Regions from separate parts of the Sus scrofa genome. Here region 2 is linked to region 1. Evidence: chromatin contacts called from public Hi-C data. All regions are on one chromosome and are shown on one strand. The core of a region is the stretch at or near the end of the contact, and the rest is flanking DNA. Distances in the headings are between cores, read along the strand shown.

Region 1 (5,585 bases), core at 186-2,685:
CCTGCGCTTGTGCTTATCTGCTGTGAGGCCTCACACATGTGCCCACAACCAGGCCAGGAGCATCGCTAGAAACAGTGCTGGCAGTTCCTGCAGGTGAGGCAGGCACTGGCTCAGCCCATGTGTCCCGTCAGGTAGTAGTGAGGAAAGGACTGAATTGGTTGGCTGGCCAGCTGCAGGGTGGTGTAGCCCAGGCCCCCTCTGCATCGCAGCCCAGCCCCTCCCCTGTCCCTGCCCCCATCTCACAGTTGTCCTCTTGTTTTTATTACTACCTAGGCCACCCTGTTTTCCTCTCTGTTGGTGTCCTGAGCTCTTTGCAACAAAATGCAAGTTCAGACCGCACCCCTCCCCCCACCACAAATCAGGAACTCCACAAGTAGGGCTGCCCTTTGGTTTCCAGAAGCTGCCAGCGGGTTCCAGTGTGTTGCATTATGATATCCATGATTTTTTATTATATTTTTTTCTTCTTGTTTCTTTTTATATTATATATTTAAAGGCAGTATCTTTTGTACTGTGAATCTGCAGTAGATGAGGCATAATGCACTTTTTTTTTTTACTTCTGTTGGTGTGTACTGTATATAGTCTGTGTGCTTCTTGTGATGACAATAAACTCTTTCTTTATAAATGCCTGGTGACCTCTGAACTTTTGCAAAAAGGAAGTGGCCTCTTCAGCCCTTGCCAGGAGAGTCAGATGCAGCTTTGTCATTGTGATATCCAGTCTTGACTGACCTGCCGTGTGCTGGGTTCCAGGCTAAAAACATGGACAAGTGAGACCAAAGAACAAACCGGGGGGAGAAGGTTAGCTCCTGCAGGCATTGTCTTTTCCTCCTGATCTAGCCAGTAAGGAAGAGCAGGCCCACTTGAGGGTGGCCACTTGCATGCCAAAATAACTGTCCCCCGCCCCCCGCGCAGGGGGGACTCAGACTTGGGGTGGTGTCTCTTCCTGTACCAGCAGAAAACATAAAGCTAGAGGAGTGCTTGCAAGAACCAACCTAGCTGTTCCCCGAGGGAGAGGGGACGGTGGGGGATAGTCGCGGCTAATAGCCAAGGCAAGAACCCCAGGGACTCCCAGTCGCTGGACACAGCTGAGGCTCATGTCCCGCCCAGGTCACAGTCCACTGCAGGTCAGTGCTTTGGGTGGCGATGCTCCCTTGGTGACTAGCCAAGCCAGGCTGCTTCCAGCAGAAAACCCTGCCTCCTTGGACTTGTGTGCTTCAAGCCGTGCAGCAGGGCAAAGGGCATGGGACTCACATTCCCTCTTAGCCGCCTTTGTCACATCAACTTACGCCAATGGGCAAGTCACATGGGTGAGTGCTGCCTGTCCAGCACAAGTGCCTTGGCGTGGCCACAAAATTCCAGTACCTGCAGATCCAGAAAATCCTTGGTTTGGTTCACCTAGACCTGCTTTGCCCCTCACCTGGACTCGTGGGGAGACTGGTGGGTAAGCTGGAATTCTACAACCAGCATTATGCTGTCCAGCAGACCAGATTACTCTGTTAGCACAGTGAGCCCTTCTAGGAAAATGTCCACATGAAGCCAAATTATGGTTAGGAGTTGCTCATTCAGGAGGAAATCAAAGCAAAAGTTTTGTGGAGCGGTTCCACTGCTTTGACGCCAGCAAGCTATAATGCAGGTTTTTGGAAGCGGCCCACTGAGGGTCACAGGGCAAGACTGGAGACACCTCCTAGATTCTCTTCAGGCTCCACACGTTAATCAGAGCATGAGGAGGGGCCCAGCGCTCTGTCCGTTTCCCTTGGATTCCCTGGGAATTCTGACAGCCGTTTAGAATCCGTAGAGATGAGAAGGTGATGCAATTGAGTAGGCTTTCCCTTTGCTAATTACAGTCACATTCCACACGTGCTTTCTGGAGACAACACCCACCCCACATCGCCCTTCCAGAATGTGGGTGTTCCCAGAACTCATCTGATACTCTTACTGGGAGAAACTTCCTAAGATTGCCCTCACCCTGATTTCATCCTCCGAGTAACAATGCTAAGGCTGACTGTGAGCCCAGGAGCCGCATGCACAGGGAAGCCCCTCAGCCATACGCCTGCAAGAGGCTCCCGAAGGCAGAGCTTGCAGGATGACGTGGCCTTTCAGAAAGATTCGCTTCTTGGTAGGGAAGCCCAGCAACAGTGGGAAAAGCAGGCCCCGCCCGGGAAGCACCCCCTCCCCCATCCATCCCTGCTCCCTCACACAGGGAGCAGAACTATGCTGAGCCTTCCACGTACCCAGCACTTTAAGGAATCCCACTGAATCCTCCAAAGGCCCCGTTATCCTCAGTTTACTGTCAAAGTATCAGGCTGCAGAATATAAGTCACTTGCCCAAGATTACATCTAAAAAGTGCTGAAACCGGGAGATACTGCTCCTGACCCATCTGAAACCCTCTTGGCACTCCTCCCACCCCAGAAGTGGCGTCTGATCTCCCCTTAGGTCGCAGCAAGAAAACAGTCAGAAATGAACCTCCAGCCCCTGAGAAATCTGAACCCCTTCATGCTCCAAAGGCTATCTGGGCAGCACGAGATGTGTTCTCCTCCCCCCATCCGATTCACCATATTTTGCCTTTAAAGGGAAACTGCTCGTGCTCCCTGCAGTATACGTGCAAAGGGTCCCGTTTCAGCCCCCAAATTCCTTTTTTTTTTTTTGGTGAACTGTTTCAGCCAGTAAAGTGTCAGCATTTGCATGAGCAGAATCTACAGCACAGAAAAGGATGCTCAGGAATATGGATGCACTAAGAGAGATTCTCCCACAAGCGCTTAGTAGGTGCCAGGCTCCCTCTGGTTTTGAAATCGGATATCGCAACGGGTTAAAAACAGTGCTACCTACCTGTTGGGGCCAGTAATTTGAGAATTAGCTGATAATAAGTGCAAACCTCATCTGCCTGGCACATGAACTTGCTGTTAGAGATGTTACTGGGGGGAGGGATGGAGGGAAGGAGGGAAAGGGAGGTGTAAGTAAACTACCCTGAGCATCTGCTACTCACAAGTGTTTCATGTGTATTGCCGAGTTGATCCTCACAGCAGATGTGACCCTGTTTTACAGAGAAAGACCTCAGAGAGGTTCGGTCACCTGATCAGGGCCACACAGCCAGGAAGGGACAGAAGCCCAGAGTGCCTGACTCCAAATTCATAATCTTTCCAGATTCACCACCTTCACCCCAAAGAAGACAGCCCTGAATGTACTTAGTGCATAGTGAGTGCTCGATAAATATTGGAGGAGAGTCAATGAATGAAACATGCTGTGAAAACAGGTCCCAAGTTTCAGAAAGCTCGGAAAGCTTGGGGACACCCATGACTGCCTAAACCATGCTCTTCCAGGACAGGGAAGTGAATCAGTCCTACTGGGGCCCCAACACACCAGGTTTGGCACCCTGGACTGAGCTCCAGATCAGCACCAGGCATGTGCTATCTATGAATCAAGGAATCCTGAGTCCAGAAAAATCTGAAAGTTCATCTAGACTAGACCCCTTTATAACATCCATCCATTCCCGCATCTTCCCCATGCATGAAGCCCCTGCCCTGTGCCAGACGCTGGGGTCAAAAAGGGCCCCATCTGTTTCATCCCCCAGGGGTCCTGATGGAAAGGCTGTCTGTAAAAGACTGGAAATACACCACTTGCCAACAGCAATGAGGTTGCAGGGGTAGGATTCGAGGTTGATGTTTTTTCTTTCTTTTATCTCTTCCAAACTCTCTGCAACAGGATTATGTTACATTCATGCTTTAAAAGGGAAATGTCAAGATTTAATAAAAGGACCCTTTGGCATTGAGCTAAAATTTGCCCTCCAAGCTCCCAGGCTCCTGGTTCTAGGGAATGCAGCACAGCATTTGCTGGGCAGCAGGGTCTTTTCTCCCCACTCATGGGGTGGCCTGGGGCCCCTGGACAGAGATCACTGTGGCTCGGGGGTACCAGGCAGGGGCTCTCTCTCCTGGCCCATGAGCTTCTCCAGGCCACCAGTGCCCACCCTCTGAGCACCTGCCCTTACAAGGGCCCTGAGATTGGTCTGCTGCTCCACTGTTACCATCTTTCATTCTTTAATGAGGGCCAGGCCTTTTCATTTCCTATGGCCCCCTGCAAATTATGTATCCAGTCTTGGCCATGTCACCATGCTGATCAAGGGCTTTGGACCAAGACTGTTAGCCACTCCGTGACCCAGAGCACTGACTTAACCTCTCTGTGGCCCCTTTGCCTCATTGGAAAAACAGGGATGACCTCGTAATGCTGTTATAAAGATTAGCACTGTGTCATCAGCACACAGTGAAGACCTCTGAATAAGATATCTGCTGCACGAAGCACTCAGCACAGGCTCTGGCACAAAGCATTCCCTTCGTGAGCAGTCCCTAGAATCGTGGGAAAGACAATGACTGGTTGCCCACAGCCCAGCCCTGTTGAGGGGCGGCTCTCTTCCCACGCTGCCTCCTTAGCATCCTCTAAAGGGCAGAGGGAAGCAGACGCCAGCTCACTGGAGGAGGGATGCAGCTGCTATGTGCCCATGTGGCCTCCTCCTCCTCCCCTGCCACTGACCCTGCAGAGGATGTCAGTGCTGCCTGCCGCTCTCCTGATACAAACACCATTTGTCCCTGACCTGGACCCAAGGGGTTCTTTGCAACAGGCCTTTAGGGAGGGGGAACAGTGTGGGCGGCCTGTGAGCGTGGGCTTGTCCCTGCTGCAATCCAGAGGTACATCCTGTTCTGGTGTTGCCATGGCACAGCCAAACATCTGCCACAACAGAGGGCTGGGGCTGGCGGCTGGCAGCAGGGCTGGGGCGGGGTGAGGGCCCGGACATCCCCCACCCCCTCCCCATGCATACACATGCATGCACGAACTCACATCCACATGCAGGCACGCACACACGCACACGTGCAAGTCGGCCTTCCAGAACAGGCAGATTTCCCCTGAAGGAGAGCTGGAACTTGTTGATTTGCTTCCTGAAGGTCCTGGAGAACAGTCCTGGCGGGACGGGGCTGTCCTGAATTCTCACCCTGGCCCAGCTCACAGCCTGGCTTCTGGAGCTGCCTGAGTCCCTGGCCTGCTCTGAAATGGAATTCGCTTTCCTGGTGGTTACTGTTGTTTTTCCTGATTGGAAAGTAAAACACAGTCATTGTAACACCATCACATGATGTAGAGGAGTGACAATAGCTGACCTCGTGGTGTCAGAGCCCGCTGCTGGCCTCGACCCTCTCTTTAAAAATACATGGGCAGAAAGTGCATGGGGCAGCATCTGCCCCACGGTATGCGATGTCCACAGGTCTGTGAAATAAAACAGTTGTTAAAATGCTCAGATTCCATCTGTCTGTGCGGGTATTAGAAACACACCAGGCTGGACGTTTCCCTGTGGCACAGTGGGTTAAGGCTGCAGCGTTGTCACTGCAGCGGCCCAGGTTGCTGCTCTGGCATGGGTTCCATCCCTGGTCTGGGAACTTCCACATGTCATGGATATGACCGAATTTTTTTTTAAATAACAAAATAAATTAAAATTTAAAAAGAAAAAAGAAACACATGGGACCGAGAGGTGACATCACCTACCTAAAGTCCTGTAATGAGTGCCAGGCAGGATCTGAACCCAGGATACACCAACAGCAGAGCCCCA
Region 2 (4,771 bases), core at 484-2,983, 96 kb after region 1:
GTGTCCTTGTTAGAATGCTTCTCTTGCCCTATCCTTTTTCCATATTCAGAAATTCATTTGGGACAAGGATGCCAGTGAGGCAGTGGTTCCTGAACGTGTGCTTAAAAGTTGTATTTTTCCAGAACCTTGTTTGGGTTTTCACCGATTGATTCACTTTTTCATCTGGAAGCCCTAGGGACTGATGGTGTTTTTTTCCCTTTCTTTCAAAGCAAAACAAGACCTAATGTTACTATAGTAATGTGTTGTCCATGTAAAACATTCCAGACATACACAGTACTTTTTAAGAAAAGCAAAGAAAAAACCCAAGAGGAAAGAGGATAGCTTGGAGTGCTTGCCGTGCTGCGATGCACAGCAGAGGATGCTGGATGTCCGTTTGCCTTTCTACTCACCACATATGTTTTTGCAAAAGCTGATTGGTATTAACGTACTAACTGGCCGTGGAGCTGAGAAAAGCTAAGGGACCAGCCTAGAGATCAGAGCTGATCTCATTTGTGCTAATTGGCCCAGGCACTAGCTAGAGCTTTCACACATAGGATATCTTGGACATAAATTAGGTAGTTGGGTACAGGGCTGCATTAATTTAAAGGCAAATTAATTTCATTCCACAGAATCCTGACATTCAGATGTAAAATACATGTTGAGGTCATAGTGGTCACAGTTATAGCAAGAAAAGTAATGGTGAACATGTAGTAGATCTTTTTATTTGCCACGCGCTGTTTGAAACCTTTATGTGGTGACTATATTTAATCCTTGTTAACAGCACAATAAGGCAGGAGTATGTCCCGCTTTACCGCTCAGGAAGCACAGGCCCAAGGAGTGACGATTTTGTCAAAGGTCACCCTGTTTGCGGTATTTCCCATTCGGGTAGTGCTTGGGGGTGCAGCGTGATTCAACTCGTTTGACCTTTCCAGTTACCCCTGAGGAAGCAGAGCTGATGCTGTCCCCAGTACCATGCAGGGAAGTCAAGGCTTTCAGGAGTAAGGTCCTTTCTTAATGCTGACGTAGCCAGTTGGTGTCCAGCCCTGACAGGAGCCCATGTCTTCTGACAGCCAGGTCAGGTCCTTTCCACCACCACCCTGGGCTGTGTCCCAGGTTACACACAAGAAACCGGACAGGGACTGAATGGGACTCCACATGACCTCTTCAGTCTGTGGAAGGCCATTCCTGGCAGCAGCAGAGAGCATGTGACAACAGGCCTGTGAACAGGGCCAGCAGGCACTGACCAGGGGGGCGTTGGCCTCGTGTGGAAGGACTTACAGATGTGCGGCTCTTCCCCAAGGCCCACTGGAGAACAAGCTGCCTTTATTCCCAGCACAGGCCAGAGTGCCCGGTGTCTTTGCGTTTCATCACACAGGCTTTGCTGTCACTGTGTCTTCCCGTGGGAATCCTTGTGCCTGTGTTGTCTTTTATACGTGGTGCTTTTCCCCGTCATGCCCCTCAGCCAGCCTTTTTGGAGCATCTACTCTTTAGAAAATTGCTCTCTGCGTCTGTGTTTTTTGCTTTTAAACTGGATACTTGATTTCCTTCCTTCCTTCTCCCATTTCATCTTTCCTGCTTCCACCTGTCACCTAACTCCTATTCATCCTTAGAGGTTGTCTCCTCCGGGAGCCTTCCTGGATGTACCAAGCTTCGGTAGCAAGAAGGTAACCTAATTTTTACTCAGCACTGAGCTTACCCGAGCGTCACACTGGTGACGTAGACTGTGGTTTCCTAGTGAAAAGGACATGTAATAACCACAGCTAACACTTAACCCACAGCCTGCCTTAGCATTATTCTGAGTGCTTTGTATTCATGTTACCACATTGGTCTCCAGACACGCCCAGTGAGGACAGGTTCATTATTATAGACTCATTTTATAGATGAGGAAACTCAAAGCCCCAAATGTTTAGGTGAATGTCCCCAAGGTCCTGCAGCTGATAGCAGAATCAGGATATTCCTCACCCCTGCACTGCATTGGAGGTGACTGTGTGCCAGGCAGTGTTAATGCATTTAATCCTCAAAGCAGCCCTAGGAAGTACAGGTCCTGATTCTTCCCTGCGCAGTGATGTTGAGCTCTTTGCCCAGGACCATCACAGTAAGAGGCCCCAGGCAGGATCTGCACCAAGGTCTCTGGCTTCAGAGCCCTTGCTCCAGCCAGCTGCTTGTCTTTGCTGTCTGGCTTCCAGTCTCATAGACACCTCTGCTTTTTTAGATTGTAAACCCCTTGAGAGCGGAGCCTGTGTTATCCTTCCCTCCTTGCCTGGTAACAGGCCTGTGCTGTGGTGGTTACTCAAGGAAAGAGCTACATGGCTGAGTGACTGAGATCGTGAGATGGGTTAGGTGCCTGGATGAAAATGCATAAGCCTTGTTGAGGAGACCATTGAATCTGCCAAAAGTGAGACAGAGGAGGGACAGAGAGGTTTCTCGTTTTCAAAATTGCATAATAAGCGTTTTGCTCCATCAAAATCTCCTGGCAATCCAAGGAAAAGATGAAACTAGAGAAAGGAGAAGATGAAGTCCTGTTATGAGCTCTACTTCCACCCTCATATTTAAGCAGGAAATGCTGGTTATATCCAAAGCCTCCCATCACTCCACGCCTCATTAGGGATTTAGAAAAGGCACTATTTAATCATGGTGGGTCAGGCACTGAAGGTTTTACGATCCCTGTGGGAAAAATCCAGCAGCCAGTGGTCACACTGCCATCTGGAGGCGTCAGGTGGTATATCACTACTCTTTCTGTTGTAAGCGTGGGTCAGAATTCGTCTTGCAAAATGCATTTCCTGTTGAGTCACCAAAGTCCTGTTTCATAATTGTTCCTCTCCCGACTTTGTGCTTTGATCAAATCATTAGTTGTTTTCTGTTCCTTCTGTTCAAAATTTTAGTCCTGTTTTATATTCAGATAACCAAGTTCAGTGTGGAGCAGTTTTACTGATCATAAATCCTTGAATAAAAATGGTGCGTATCAGGGTGAAAGCAAAGAGGTAATGATGGATGGTAGCAGATGCCCATTCCCCCAGGGGAGAGGGGCCTGGGTCAGAGTCTGCCCCTTTCGGTGGAGAGAGGCAGTGGTCTGGGGGAGGGGTTAGGGGAGGCCAGGTAGATTCCTAGATTCCTTTTGCCTCTCGTGCTTGCTCACATCTGCCTTGTCATCATCATCATCATCATCATATTTTAGGGCCTCACCCATGACATATGGAGGTTCCCAGGCTACGGGTTGAATCAGAGCTGCAGCTGCCAGCCTACACCACATCTGCGACCTGCACTACTACAGCTCACAGCTATGTCAGATCCTTAACCTGCTGAGCGAGGCCAGGGATTGAACCCACATCCTCATAGATACTGGTTGGGTTCGTTACTGCTGAGCCACCATGAGAACTCCTTTTTTTATTTTTATTTTTATTTATTTATTTATTTATTTTTGTTTTTTGTCTTTTTTGTTGTTGTTGTTGTTGCTATTTCTTGGGCCGCTCCCGCGGCATATGGAGGTTCCCAGGCTAGGGGCCGAATCGGAGCTGTAGCCACCGGCCTACGCCAGAGCCACAGCAACGCGGGATCCGAGCCGCGTCTGTGACCTACACCACAGCTCACGGCAACGCCGGATTGTTAACCCACTGAGCAAGGGCAGGGACCGAACCCGCAACCTCATGGTTCCTAGTCGGATTCGTTAACCACTGCACCACGACGGGAACTCCGAGAACTCCTTTTTTTAAATGTTTTTTTTTTTTTTTTAATTTTTTCGGCTTTTTTTTTTTTTTTAACTTTTATTTTTTTGATCACAGCGTTCAGCACCTTGATGTGGGATCTTAGTTCCTAGATCAGGGATTGAATGTGGTGCCACAGCAGTGAGTGCGAGTCCTAACCACTAGACCACCAGGGAACTCCCTGCCTTGTTGAAAATTTGTTGAATGAGCATTCAGGAGAAATTAAGTGATGTCCTAAACTGAGGCCCTCAAAAGGCAGGTTTATGAATGATCATGTAATTCATGACTTTGCTGCATTCTTCAGGATGGCAGGCAGACTTTTTGTTGTGATTTTTTGTGGGACAGCAGAACTGAGCTGAACCCTAACCACTCCCAATCCAGACTCTGCCTTCCACTGAGCGATTGAAAACAGACAGTTGTTTGTCTCCTCCTTAGAAATCCCCAACAAAGGAAAATTCTGTTTCTCACTTGTTCCACTGTTGAGCATGAGTTTTTCACTGGCAAGTGCTAAATTTCTTATGAACTAGTTCCCTAAAATCTTTTTTTGGTAGAAAATTTACTTGTTTTTTAATCGTCATACAGAGGAAGGTAATGTTTTAAACTGTAGCCTTTTCATAAACTTAAATGTTAGCTAATAGCTGGTTTTAACGGCTTTTAACTGTATGTAAAAAGTAATTCACATACAGGTCACCCATTTAAAATGTACAGCTCAGTGCTCTGTAGTATATTCACAGGTGTGCACCACCATCACCACAGATGATTTTAGAACGTTTTCACCACCTCAAAAGGAAACCCTCTGTTCTTTAGCTGTTGCACCCCTGGCCCCAGCCCTGAGCAGCCCCTAATCTCCTTTCTGGACATCTCATAGACACAAATCCTACACTATGTGGACTTCAGTCACTGGCTTCTTTCACTTAGCAATTTCAAGCTTTGTCCACTTTGGAGCAAGTGTCAGTACTTCATTCCTTTGCGTGGTCAAATACTCCTTTTCCTATCAGATGTTGTTTATCCATATATCAGTTTCTGGACATTTGGGTTGTTTCCACCTTTTGGCTGTTATAAATAATGCTGCTGTAAACCTGTGTACCAGT

The links. A called contact is a pair of places that touch in the nucleus more often than the background predicts.
Region 2: a Hi-C map of liver shows a contact between it and region 1, with 8 times the contacts expected there. The contact joins two enhancer-like sites. A contact is called at or near these places in 7 of 47 Hi-C or Micro-C datasets (embryonic fibroblasts, liver and skeletal muscle) and 2 of 2 datasets of contacts at active chromatin or transcription factors (alveolar macrophages and skeletal muscle).

Annotation. Positions count from the first base shown.
Region 1 is chr14:42,030,221-42,035,805 of Sscrofa11.1, forward strand. SSH1 (protein phosphatase Slingshot homolog 1) reads left to right here. Exons shown (of 16, transcript XM_001929329.5): 16 at 1-622. Among named protein-coding and RNA genes, the nearest start is that of CORO1C, 30 kb to the right of the region's middle. Within about 2 kb of position 1,436, at least 27 of the 83 cell types and tissues checked have an H3K27ac peak or open chromatin away from gene starts, as enhancers often do. A contact at or near this core is called in alveolar macrophages, liver and skeletal muscle, where this site is marked.
Region 2 is chr14:42,125,723-42,130,493 of Sscrofa11.1, forward strand. The region is part of intron 3 of CORO1C (coronin-1C); the gene reads left to right. Among named protein-coding and RNA genes, the nearest start is that of SELPLG, 31 kb to the right of the region's middle. Within about 2 kb of position 1,734, at least 44 of the 83 cell types and tissues checked have an H3K27ac peak or open chromatin away from gene starts, as enhancers often do. A contact at or near this core is called in alveolar macrophages, liver and skeletal muscle, where this site is marked.